Linked DNA regions of Mus musculus: all the other regions are linked to region 1. A link is a contact called in public HiCAR-type and promoter capture Hi-C data. All regions are on one chromosome and are shown on one strand. The core of a region is the stretch at or near the end of the contact, and the rest is flanking DNA. Distances in the headings are between cores, read along the strand shown. Region 1 holds the start of 1700037H04Rik (RIKEN cDNA 1700037H04 gene). Region 2 holds the start of 5330413P13Rik (RIKEN cDNA 5330413P13 gene). Region 3 holds the start of Fastkd5 (FAST kinase domains 5).

Evidence for each region. HiCAR-type assays count read pairs that join an accessible place to other places. Capture Hi-C pulls out chosen DNA fragments and counts their contacts.
Region 2: a HiCAR-type map of embryonic stem cells shows a contact between it and region 1, with 2.9 times the contacts expected there. The contact joins the promoter of 5330413P13Rik here to the promoter of 1700037H04Rik in region 1. A contact is called at or near these places in 2 of 115 datasets of contacts at active chromatin or transcription factors (astrocytes and embryonic stem cells).
Region 3: a contact with region 1 is called in a promoter capture Hi-C map of adipose tissue. The contact joins the promoter of Fastkd5 here to the promoter of 1700037H04Rik in region 1. A contact is called at or near these places in 1 of 115 datasets of contacts at active chromatin or transcription factors (embryonic limb bud) and 1 of 9 other capture datasets (adipose tissue).

Annotation. Positions count from the first base shown.
Region 1 is chr2:131,158,256-131,162,344 of GRCm38.p6, reverse strand. It overlaps 1700037H04Rik (RIKEN cDNA 1700037H04 gene), which reads left to right and starts at 2,264. Exons shown (of 6, transcript NM_026091.3): 1 at 2,264-2,392. Gm14232 (a long non-coding RNA gene) reads right to left here. Exons shown (of 3, transcript XR_003954063.1): 2 at 2,619-2,840.
Region 2 is chr2:131,845,495-131,849,583 of GRCm38.p6, reverse strand. 5330413P13Rik (RIKEN cDNA 5330413P13 gene) reads left to right here and starts at 1,928. Exons shown (of 3, transcript NR_029381.1): 1 at 1,928-2,012. It also overlaps the pseudogene Gm14281.
Region 3 is chr2:130,627,737-130,631,825 of GRCm38.p6, reverse strand. It overlaps Fastkd5 (FAST kinase domains 5), which reads left to right and starts at 1,824. Exons shown (of 3, transcript NM_198176.3): 1 at 1,824-1,910; 2 at 3,191-3,337. Ubox5 (U box domain containing 5) reads left to right here and starts at 1,788. Exons shown (of 7, transcript NM_001255993.1): 1 at 1,788-1,910; 2 at 3,191-3,337.

The sequences.
Region 1 (4,089 bases), core at 1,015-3,514:
AGGGTTTCTCTGTGTAGCCCTGGCTGTCCTGGAACTCACTCTGTAAACCAGGTAGGCCTTGAACTCGGAAATCCACCTGCCTCTGCCTCTCAAGTGCTGGGATTAAAGGCATGTGCCACCACTGACCAGCTCAAATCCTGCTCTTAGAGCAGCAAATTCTCTTATCTACTAAGCATTTCTCTAGCCCCCAAGCATCTATCAACTTTATTACATATTATTAGTTTTCCAAGGAGATTTATTATAGTTTTTTTTTTATTTCATAAAGTTCAGACTACTCAGAGCTGGAAGTGGAGTTTGCCTAACCTGCAGTTGCTCATCTCTTCTCATCTACAGCCCTCAACTCTATAGAGACTGCTGTCCTAGCTTTGGATAATAAGGCCTTGGGCCCAGGAAGCTCCTTATAGGTCTGGGCACTTCTGATGTTGCCATACCGTCTCAGTGCACGGGCCCACTGAGAACAATGAGAAACAGCCATAGAACTTCTATCTTGGTGTTCTGTCGGCACTCAAAGCCTTATTTTCCCCAGGCAACTTTCCAAAACCATTTGTGGCCTTTCCTGGAGACATGTAGCATGCTTTAGTACAGGCAGCTCCATATCACAGGTTTTCCCAGGTACCCAAGATGCTTAGTCTAGGAACATGAGGAGTATTGGCAAGATCAAGAAACCACAGTTCTTTTTGTGTGGTGGTCTCACAGTAAGCTAGGGGTGTCTTGCTTTGGGAGTCTGTTAGCACATTAACTTACCTATCGTACATATTCAGAAAGTATGTTAAAAGGAGTTGACAATTAGAAAATTGCCTCAGACAGTAAACTGTTAGCGATTATTCTGCTTTCGATAGAGCTCACCAAGAGATGGGTTTCAAGTGAAAAGCAGCAAAAGGGAAACAGGAATCCTGAAACTGAAAATCAACACACACCTAGGCAGTAAAATAAACGCGAGAAATAGGAATCAGAGGGGACTATGGTAAACTGACGTTCCAGAAAGGCAGGGACCGCTACCCCCAAAGCCCTTGGTTCTTGTTTTGAATGTAAATGTGAGAATGTGTTGTTAGATCTGATATTTCAAAAGAAGACTGGAAATGAGAATCCTTTGTGAAGAAGTAGGATGAGGGGCAAGAAGATGGGAAGAAAAGTATTTATAAAAGTCTCCGGGGGCTATACATCTGCAGGCTGCTTTTGCCTGGCGTGGTGGCCTTCAGGATACTTTGGAGGCACTGTCTGCTGACTTGGAAAAGAACAGATATGGAACACACCACGGGGCTTCTGGAAAGGTGGGAGTAGGGGTTGAGTAGGCTGGGATTAGAATGAAAAGTTCTCAATGTCCGCTCTGGAGGACAGAATTTTCTCAACAGTAGGGAGCGCACGTACCATCCAAAACAACGATAAAAAGTTTGAGAAGCCCTGCTGAAGACAGCAGGGAAGCACTGGGCCCTCTGAAGTAACGCTATGAAAACAATAGCACAGAAAGACTATTTGTTACCAGCGTGCGAACACAAGATCCGAGTCAGGTTAACAGCCATAAGGACACGGAAGAGTCGGACCTTGAGGACTCTTACAGGCAGCGACCACATTCTATCGGAAAAACAAGCAAGCTCTCAGCGGTCCAAGGCCTGTCTCCGCTAGTTAAGTTGGAAGGATCGGGAACCTGTGTGTTCTGACTGCTCTTTCGGCACTTTAAACCTCTTGTCCTAATCAGTGTATATAAGGATAGAGATAGTCGCACACGGACAGGTGGGCCTGTGGCAAAAATCCACAAGCCTTAGTAAGTGCTCTACGAAGACGCCCACACCCTGTCGGGTGGGTCGAGACGCATCCCGCTGCCATGGCGACCGCCTCCTTGGAGACCAGGAGCAGAAGCTCCTGTCCCCGGGGGCGCCCGCGTACGCTCCCTTCCCCCCTTCCTACGCCGCGTGCCTTCTTTGTTCTAATGCTTATTTGGAATAGGGAATGGGTGGGAAAGGAAGACCGAAATCCAGACTCAGTCCAGTAGGAAAGGTGACTGCTTAACTCCTAGACAAAACTGCCGCGGATCGGAAACCTCATGGGGAAGGTCGCTCTGGTCGGTTTCCAGCAGCGGTTCCAACATAGCTCCCATCCCGCTTCATCACCCAAGCTCGTGCCGCTGGGGTGACGTCGACTCGTGGGGCTCAGCCTCCGCGCACACGTGATGTGGAATCTCGTCGTTAATTGGTGGATCTCAGAGACAGCTCATTGGTCTGAAGTGCCCTAGCCCCGCCCCTCAACGCCCCTCAAGCCAATGAAGGAGGAGAGGGCGTGGCGCGAGGCTGATGCGGCGCGGGGCTCTTCCTCGCGCTCTCCAGCCCGTTCTGCTGCTGCTACCGCCGCCTCCGCGGTCGTTTCTGACCGCCTGGCCGCGGGGCTCGCCTGCAAGGTGAGATGGGCCCTCCGGGCTCCGTCTAGTTCACCAGAGACGGCTCCTGGGTCTGAGATCCTCAGCTGTGCTGGAGCTGGAGGCTTTGCTTTCTAGCCTGAGGAACTCTGTAGAAGCGGGATGGGGTGGGGGATGTGGGGTCCTGGGTACAAATGACGGTTAGCGGGCAGGGTACAAGTGACACCTGAGGGTGGGGGCGTAAATGTGGCTGACGTCCCGTTCCTACCTGGTCCTCGTGGCTCTATGTGACCTTGGAAGAGTAGCCTCTGAGCCTCCGGTGCCCGGGCACGATCATGAGGAGGATGTTGATGTTGGGAGTGTCGGCTCCAGAGACTCCTGCGTCAGCCTGGCGAGCTCAGAGAGCGCAGGGCATTATCTCAGATGGACAGATCCGCGGCCTTGCTCTTGGTGTGGGTACGTCTGAGGCCCGTTCTGCTGCTCTTGTCCCCTGAGAAAACAATAACACTGAGGTGGGGCGTGCCACACCCACAGGGATGGCGGTAGGAAAGGCCAGAGGGCCAGAGCCAGAGCCTCTCCAGTGTCTCACAGAAATGGTTGGATTTAGGTTCTGGACCAGTGCTCCTGTTAGTGAACAGGGCTCGGTTGGACAGCTTGAGTCTTTCCTCTTTAATCTTGGTGGTGGGATGTGAAGGTAGGGCATTGCTTTGCACTGGGGTGGGGTGGGGTGGGCTGGGTGGGTGGTGGGTGGGTGGGTGGGGGGTAGGAGCAGCTTTCACCCGTGTCTCTGCTTCTTGGGTGAAAGAGTCAATCTAGAGGCCAGATGAATCCAAGCAGCCTCCTTTGATGTCAGAGGGGGATGTGGGAAGTGAATGCTAGGCAGAGGAGAACCACACAGGTTGGTAGACAGGAGGGACTAACACCCTTTTCACAGGTCAACCCTTCCCTCCACTGTTTGTGAGAGTAAACACCTATTACCGTCCTTGCATCCCTGGCTTTGGGGAAGGGGGCTCCAAAGATAGGTCAAGGCTGAGGAGATGAAAGATTGCTTCCACATGCGACCTCCATGTAGCACTCCCTGTCTGAGACTTCAGTGGGTGTTCTTTGAGCTTTAAGGGGAGGTTGGATAAGTGCTTCTGCTGGGCTGATGATTGAGCTGTGACTGGGTCCCTGGATGGGTGTAGGGGAGGTGGTAGGAAGAATTGAAGGTTGTTTACTGCTCTGACATAGAAAGGGCTTTTATGGGGTTGGGAATGGTGGTTGAAGAATGATTCAGAGAGGAGACGGTAAAAGGTTTGGGGCTGTGCTCCCAGCCACACAGCACAACGCAAGCTGAAATTGGCTCTGTGATACCTTGGGGCTTAAAGGCTGCCTCTGGGAAGAGGTAGGTAATCAGAAGGGAGAGAGAGTGTCACAATGCAAGAGTTCCGTTTTGCCATGGGTAGATCACCTTTGCCTCTTAGCTTGGAGCTTGAGTGCTAGAACAGGGCAGCCTGGACTGGACAATGAAAAAGGCCTTATGACACCGAAGACCCTGGATTTTTCCATAACCACCACCTGTTTACCCACATGCTAGCTCTTTGGGAAGGTAGCTTCAGAGCTTTCCCCGCCCACATTTTAGTCACTCCAATTTCCCTAAGAGCATCTGAAATACCAAGAAGCCCTCAGTGTGCCCCCGCCTGAAGCTGTCCAGGATCTCACCTGACTTATGTATATTTGTTTTTTACTTACTAATTATT
Region 2 (4,089 bases), core at 679-3,178, 690 kb before region 1:
CTGTCATAGCTAGAAGGCACAATCTCACAGCAGACTTCCTGGTCCTCTGTTTCTTCTCAGCTTTCTGTCTCCTCTTCTAAGATGTTCTCTGAGCCTTGGGTGTAGGAGTTGTGTTATAGATGTATCAACTGGGGAATGGACACCCCATGGTCAGTTGTTCTCTTGGGTTTTGATTAGGGGTGTGTGTATGTGTGTATGTGTGTGTGTGTGGTTGGTTGGTTGGTTGGTTGGTTGGTTGGTATGTATGGGGTGTGTGTGTAGTTGGTTGGTTGGTTGGTTGGTTGGTTGGTTGGTGTGTATGGGGTGTGTGTGTGGTCTGCATCTGCTACAAAACCAAGTTTCTTTGGTGAGGGGTGAGAGCTACACTTACTCAGCTAAGCTGGAGAACAGGATGTAGTTATGGGTATCCCTAGTTTAGCTTTTCTTGTTGTCTAATGCACCAAACTGTGCTTGCCATTTTTATTTCTCTGTTGTTTTGGTTTGTGGTGGAATTGGCAATTAAACCTAAGGCGTTGCACGGGTTAGGCAAATGCTCTTCCACCGAGCTGTCTACCGAGCCCTCATTTAAGTTTTGAGGGGGTCTCACTAAATGAGACCCTCATTGTCGGGCAGGATTGGTGCCACTTTGGAGGCCAGGTGGGCCTTAAATCTGAAGTCTTCCTGTTTCAGCCTTTCAGGTGTCACTAAGCCCAATGACCATTACTCTTTGAAGAACATTGTGTGTCGTTTTTTTAGTTTTGAAATATCACAACCGAGGGGAGTGGGCGGGTAGGGGAGTGGGGGTGGGTGGGTATGGGGGACTTTTGGTATAGCATTGGAAATGTAAATGAGCTAAATACCTAATAAAAAATGGAAAAAAAAAGAAATATCACAATCGAAAGTGCTACAAACATTTGCGTAAATGAATGCTCACTTGTTTGGGATATGACGGACCATAGATTGCTTGTGTTTTAAGTTTGCTTTTGTTCCTATTTATTGTTTCTTTCCTAGATACATATTTTAAGGTTTTCTTTTCCTGCAGATTGCAGTGAAGAATTACATTAACAAGTGATTTTTCTTTTACCTTTTTAATAAATGCTAATGGAAACAAACAAACACTCCAACCCCTGAGAAATACAAATGGCAACAGCTTCAAAACAAAAGGATTTGGGAGCAGAAGTCTCCACAGTCAGTGTATCAGTTACTCTTCTACTGCTGTGACTAAAACACTACCACAATTAAGGCCACTTAGAGAAGTAAGTACTTAATTGGGTTCATAGTTCCAGAGAGCTAGAGTCCATGATGGTGGAGCAGAGACACGGTGTCAGGAACAGCTGGGAGCTCACACCTCCTTCCACAAACGCAAAGGAGAACACACACTGGGAATGTGAACAGTCTCAAAGCTCACCCGCCAGTGCCACACCTCCTCCAGCAAGGCCACACCTCCTCCAGCAAGGCCACACCTCCTCCAACAAGGCACCACACTTCTTAATGCTTCCTACAGTTGCACCAACTGGGGGCCAAGCATTCAAACATGAGTCTATGGGGGCCATTCTCATTCAAACCACTGCTCAGTAACAGTCAAAACTGTAAAATCATCCAAGCTGTGTCAATGCTCGACACAAACCAATGTCGTACTGATGTGTGTGTGTGTGTGTGTGTGTGTGTGTGTGTCTCGTGCTGTTTGTTAATGCCCCTCCAAGGTGTAAACTAAAAAAGCTAACTGCTTGGATCTATGATCACACAAACCATCTAATTTGCTCAAGGTTTGGCTCAAAGCAACATCCTTCCCTTTACTAGCTGAAATTCGTGACAGCCTCAAAAGGGAAATCGGCTTTGTTTCAGCACAGCTGTGCTCTGGAGTCTACACAGTTCCTAAGCAACCACGCAGGACTCAGCCAGTCAGAAGGCAGTACACAGCAGGGTCCCTGGCCACCTGGAGGTAGCCTTGGTGATGGTGTGCTTTGTCAGGCTTGTGCTCACAGGGAGCCCATCCTGTTTCAGGCAGCAGACAACAATTGAAGTGACCCCAGGTAGGTTTGGAGGCTGTTTCCCGTTTGACCTACAGGGCCACTCCACCCACCCCCACCCCCCACCCCCACCCTGTGATTATCCACTATGAGACAGCAGCCTGGTATCCTGGCAGATCTTCTGTAGCAACAAAACGCTGTTTGTCAAGAATGGTGTCATCTTCGTGTAACTGAAAAAGGTCTATCAGAGACCAGAGCCTGCCGTGGTCGGTGTCTGTGGCTGGGGGACAGTATACGTGTGATTATGCTGCCCAGATCTTTTTATGTATAGTCTCAGATACCTTCTGAATTTCTGGGAAGTGACCTCCACACACAACCATTCTGAATATTTTTGTTGTATACAAGCAGATATTTCTTGTAAGCCTATGCCCTATTCTTTATGGAATACAAATTAATAAGTGCTTGCTCAACTTTGTGGTGTTGAAACTGTAAAGTCTCTAGAACAATAGAATGAAGACTTGTTTTCTGCATTGGCCAGCTGATTCAGGACGTGTGTGCTCTGCTAGACTATTGAGGAGAAACTTAGCAGCTTCTGGAAGATTCCCAGTAACCGGGGAACTCTGTCAACAGTAGCACTTGCCTTAGTGTTTGAACTGTGCTCTGAAAATACTTAGAGCCTCTCCTGTCTAGCAGGGATCTCTCTTTTTCTTCCCAGAGTACTTGAGGGAAGGATGTGGGAAGATAAGGCCACATATAAAGACCAGAGTCAGGTTTGTGCTTCCAGAAACAAAGACATCACATGAAAGGTATATGAGATAAATTCCTTCATATCATTGTGGTAGATCCATGAAAAGATAGCAACAAAACCTCTTCAGAATTTACAAGAGCAGAGTTAAGACTCCCAGCTTATTCTTGTGGACGGCGTGTTGCTTCCAACAAGTAGTGATGAAAGGAAGTTTGCTTGGGTTCTTACAGCTACCATGTAAGCTGAGAGATGATGGTGTGGGGGAGGGGTGAGAGGGGCAAGGACTTCTTATAGGAGGCAGGAGCTTCTCCTGCTAGCTTCCATGACACTCATTTTCCTGAAGATCTAGGAGGCATGAGGGCGTTGCAAAATGTTGTTAAAGGAATCTTGACAAGCGTGCGTCACTCAGCCCTCTCACACTGAAGCCTTTTGAAAGCACGTGCCCTGTAAGCTTGGACAACCACAGTGTAAGCTGGAAGCTGGCTTACCCAGTAAGTCCCTGTCCTGCAAGCCTGAGCGAGGACCTGAGATCACATCCCTCGCAATCTCACACTGATGCTGGAATGGTGCCCATGACCCCAGTCGTGAGAAGGCAGGGTTGGAGGCAGGCTCTCTGGACCTCTTTCGCCAGCCAACTTAGTAGAATCGATGACCTTCAGGTTCAGGGAGGGACGGAGAATGATCTACAGCAGCCGCACTTTGAGTATTAAAGAATGAGTGTATTAAAGGTAAGCAAAAATCAAAGCCTGAGCAGCAAGTGGCAGATTTAAAACATCATCGCGTCAGGTGTTTATAACGACTGTGTTTAGAATGTGTAGTAGAAGTGGTTAGGGAAGTTCTGCTAAACAGCCATGCTGGTCTGACGGGGACGGGGAAGTCCTGAGCAGACCCAGACTCTCTCCCCGGTGAGTTTCAAGCCTCCAGTCCCTGACGTGTGCCTTTTTATACTGTGAGATAAACAGTAACCTTTATAGAAATGGTTTACCTTCTGGCTGTTTTCAAGGGCACTTGCTATTCTCCTATCTCCCTGATACAGAGGCAGGAGCCAGGCTGCCCCAGGACAATGAGTCCCGGAGTCTACGTGAAATAAACATAGCTGCTTGTTCTCAGAGCCAGCTCTCAACACGCACAGATGGCACATGCCAATTTATGGATATAATTTATATTACAGACCTTCGTCAAGAAATAAGCTGGAGAACAATGGAGGAAAATGCTCAGCTTAAGTCTCCTGTCCACACCAAAGTCCACATACACACACACACACACACACACACACACACAAACACACACACCCAACTATATTGAAAGGAAGTAGAAAATTGGTGAAAATTAACCAAGCAAAATTTGCAAAGCTGACCAGGGGCCCATTAAAGCTCACACAGTGCGTTTACTGCT
Region 3 (4,089 bases), core at 575-3,074, 530 kb after region 1:
GGTGTGGTAGCACACACCTTTAATCCCAGTTCTCAGGAGGCAGAGACAGGCAGATCTTTGAGGCCAACCTGGTCTACAGAGTGAGTTCTAGAACAGCTACTCAGTCAGACACTGTCTCAAACAAACAAACAAACAAACAAACCTATAAAAATTATACAGATACCTTAAAAAGAAAAAAGTTTTCCTGGGTGTTGGGGAAATGGCTCAAACAATAAAGTGCCTGCCATACAGGTATGTAAACCTGAATTTGTATCAGCAACAACAATATAAGAGCAGGCCCTGAAGCCTGTTCTGTCTGTAACCCCAGCACAGGAGCCACTAGGTCTGTTACTAATCATCCAATCAGAATCTGTGAGCTCCAGTTACAGTGATGGACACTGTCTCAAAAAGTAAGGTAGACAGTAATTGAGGAAGTTGCCTGATGGTGACCTCTGGCCTCCATATGCGCAAGCCAAGAAAGTCCTAGAAGCATGCAATAACTCTTCCTTTCCAGTACTGTTGACTAGAGGTGGGCTATAAGCTCCTCCCACTTCATAGGAGACTAGGAAACAGCATTTTGCAAAGAGAAACTAGATTGTCATGGCTGCCCAGGAGCAATCAAAGTTTGTCCCCTGGGGGTGGGATTTTTCACTCTGGGTTCATGAGCAGGTTGTAATCAGGTAAGAAGTCCCCAGTCAGTGAGGGCCATGTTACCAATGGTCTGGAAGGCACAGATGTTCAAATGTTCACAGCCAGGCAGGCTGCCTTACATAGAACCCAGAAGCTGGGATGCTGGTCTCAAATCTCTTTGTCACAACCTCTTATATAGCCTGTTTCCCCACCAGTGCCTTGGAGAAAGTATGGTATCTCTCTCAGTTTTCCTTCACAGCGTCTCAAATAGATGGCACTGACAAGGCTGAAGACTGAATAGACACCGACAGGCCTGGGACAGGCACTTCTGTTACATAGGACTTGGGAGAATCTTTCTTACCTTGATAGCCAAACCAGCCACGTGTGAGGCCCTCCTAAGGGAGGTAGACCATCCTGACCTACCCACCTTCAGTTCCAGCTCCACTTTTCCCTTCCCTTCCCTTCCCTTCCCTTCCCTTCCCTTCCCTTCCCTTCCCTTCCCTTCCCTTCCCTTCCCTTCCCTTCCCTTCCCTTCCCTTCCCTTTTCCCTTTTCCCTTTTTTTCCCTTTTTCCCTTTTTTCCCTTTTTCCCTTTTTTTCCCTTTTTTCCCTTTTTTCCCTTTTTTTCCCTTTTTCCCCCCTTTCCCCCCTTTCCCCCCTTTCCCCCCTTCCCCCCCTTTTCCCCCCTTTTCCCTTTTTTTCCCCTTCCCCCTTCCCCCTTCCCCCTTCCCCCTTCCCCCTTCCCTTCCCTTCCCGGTCTCTTTATATAGCTATGGTTGTCCTGGAACTATTTTGATCAGGCTGGCTTCGAATTCATAAAGATTCACCTGCCTCTGCCTCTTTAGTTCTGGGATTAAAGACGTGCATCCCTATGCCGGGATCCTTGCATACATTTTCATCTATCCATTGCTAGTTCCTCTTCTGAAAGCATTTTCACTATTAGAAATGCATCATGATTCTCTTTGTATAGATGACAAACTAGGCTTGAAAAGTTTGTGTGACTTCTTCAAAGTCATAAAACCCAGAACCTGTGCCAATTACTTCTGCTCAATTACTTTCAAAGCGACCCATCCAGGATAATATTTTTCCCTCTCCATGTTCTAAGGTCAGAAACTAGAAAATGGTCATGGAAAACTTCGACTACGGTTTTTTGAACCTCAGCGGCTCCGGTACCAACGTAAGCGGAAGGTGAGGGCCGCTGGCCGGAAGTGGGTTGTGGAGCGGTTGATGCAGGAGTCTGTGCATTGACTTACCCGGGGCGGCCCGGGACTGGAGTTAGGGAGCTGCCTTCGCGGGCTTCAGGTGAGTGGGCGGCCGGGGAGGACGAGGTGGCTCGACTTGCTGCCTGCACTCTGGCCTCGCCGGGTCCGGGCCGCGCGCTCCGCCATCCCGGTTCTCCCGGGCCTGCTGCGCTTCCCCGCGGGCTGTCCTCGTGCCGCCCCGGAGCACCTCTCAGCATCACCCTCTAGGGTCACCTTATCACGGCGGACTGCTGTGAGAGTGGGTCCGGACGGCGCTTTTAGCCCCCTGCGAGGTGGAGATCGAGTCTGCGTCTCTCACGGGGCTGTTGTGATAGCAGTCTCCCTGGTCTCTCCGTTCCAGTGTGCACGTGAAGCCCTAGCAAAGTGACTTAGCCTAGGGTCTCGGTCGGCGCCTGCGAGTCGGCGTTTCTGATCAGCTTTTCGCCAGCACTTTGAGCAGCGTTTGATGTAGGGCTTAGGACGGGGTGAGGCAATAGGACAAATATCCTTTCTTCATTTTAAGCAGTTTCTGGTTGTACAAACCCAACTCGGGCCAGGAGTGGTTCTCCCTTCTCTTTCTCCCCCCGGGGATAGGAAGTAATTGCTCCTTTTCTGTTAAGATCTTTTTGCTCTAACTCGGGAACTCTGGACAGGAGCCTTTATAGTCGATAGATTCACGCCTCTTCTCAGAGGCTACATTGCTCACTTGGTGTAGGCATCTGGGCATTGCTTCATCCTGTGACGCTCATATATAGATACTCCAACGTCAGAGGGAACTGGTATTTTGTGCTCATGTTTTCTGCACTTTGCCCACACTGAGGACCCAGAACAGTGCCTTTGTTTTTTGTTTGTTTGTTTGTTTTTTGTTTTTTCGAAACAGGGCTTCTCTGTATATCCCTGGCTGTCCTGGAACTCACTTTGTAGACCAGGCTGGCCTCGAACTCAGAAAATCCGCCTGCCTCTGCCTCCCGAGTGCTGGGATTAAAGGCGTAGAACAGTGCCCGGCTTAGAACATTGCCTTTCTAGAACTAGGTTCTAAGGCTTACTGTCCTCAGTTGCCGAAGGCTAGCCCTAGGGAATTTAGTCCTGCTTGGTAGACCAAAATAAAATCTGAAGACTACTATTTCATACAGCTGAGAGTTGTGCCGGACTGATGTGCCTGTGTGTCTTTCTCATTTATCTATCTATCTATCTATCTATTTATTTATTTATTTATTTATTTATCTATTTGGTCCCCAACGGAGTCTTGGCATTTATCATGTAAATAGGTCAATTTATATTTTTTTATTATATGTGTATGGGTGACTTCCATTTATGCATGTCTGCACCATTTGTATGCAGTGCTGGAGGAGGCCAGAAGAGGGCGTTGGATCTCCTGGGACTTGAATTAAGGTTGATTGTGAGCCACAGTGTGAGCGCTGGAAATCAAACCCCAATCCTCTGGAAGAGCAGCCAGTACTCTTAAACACTGAGCAATCTCTCCAGCCAGTAAGTCATCTTTTCTTTTTCTTTGTTTTTTGTTTTTTTTTTTTTTTCAAGTCAGGGTTTCTCTGTATAGCGCTAGCTGTCCTGGAATTTGTCCTGTAGATAAGACTGGCCTTGAACTCACAGACATCTACCTACCTCTGCCTCCCAAGTGCTGGGATTAAAAACTAGCTCTGTCACCACTCCCACCACCAGGCTTCATAAGACTCCTTTCATATAAAAGAATTCTGGCCAGCCATGGTAGTGCACTCCCCTCCCCCCCTCCCCTCCCCAGTGCCACCACAAGACAAGGTTTCTCACTGTAACCAGCACTGGCTGTCCTGGACTCGAACTCATGAGATCTCACTGCCTCTCCCTCTCGAGTACTGGACTAAAGGCATGCGAGGCCTTGCTTGGCTGGTGGTGCCTTTTTTTTTTTTTTTTTTTAAAGATTTATTTATTTTATGTATATGAGTATATGTGTAGCTGTCCTCAGACACACCAGAAGAGGGCATCGGATCCCACTACAGATGGCTGGGAGTCACCATGTGGTTGCTGGGAATTGAACTCAGGACCTCTGGAAGAGCAGTCAATGCTCTTATCTGCTGAACCATCTCTCCAGTACCATGGTGCACATTTTTAATGGCAGCATTCAGGAGATAAAGGAGGCACTGCTCTGTGAGTTTGAGACCAGACAGGGCTGTGAGTAAGACCCGGTACTCTCCCTACCCCTCTAACAAAGGGAATTCTGGAGTTTCTTACTTTAAAATCTTACA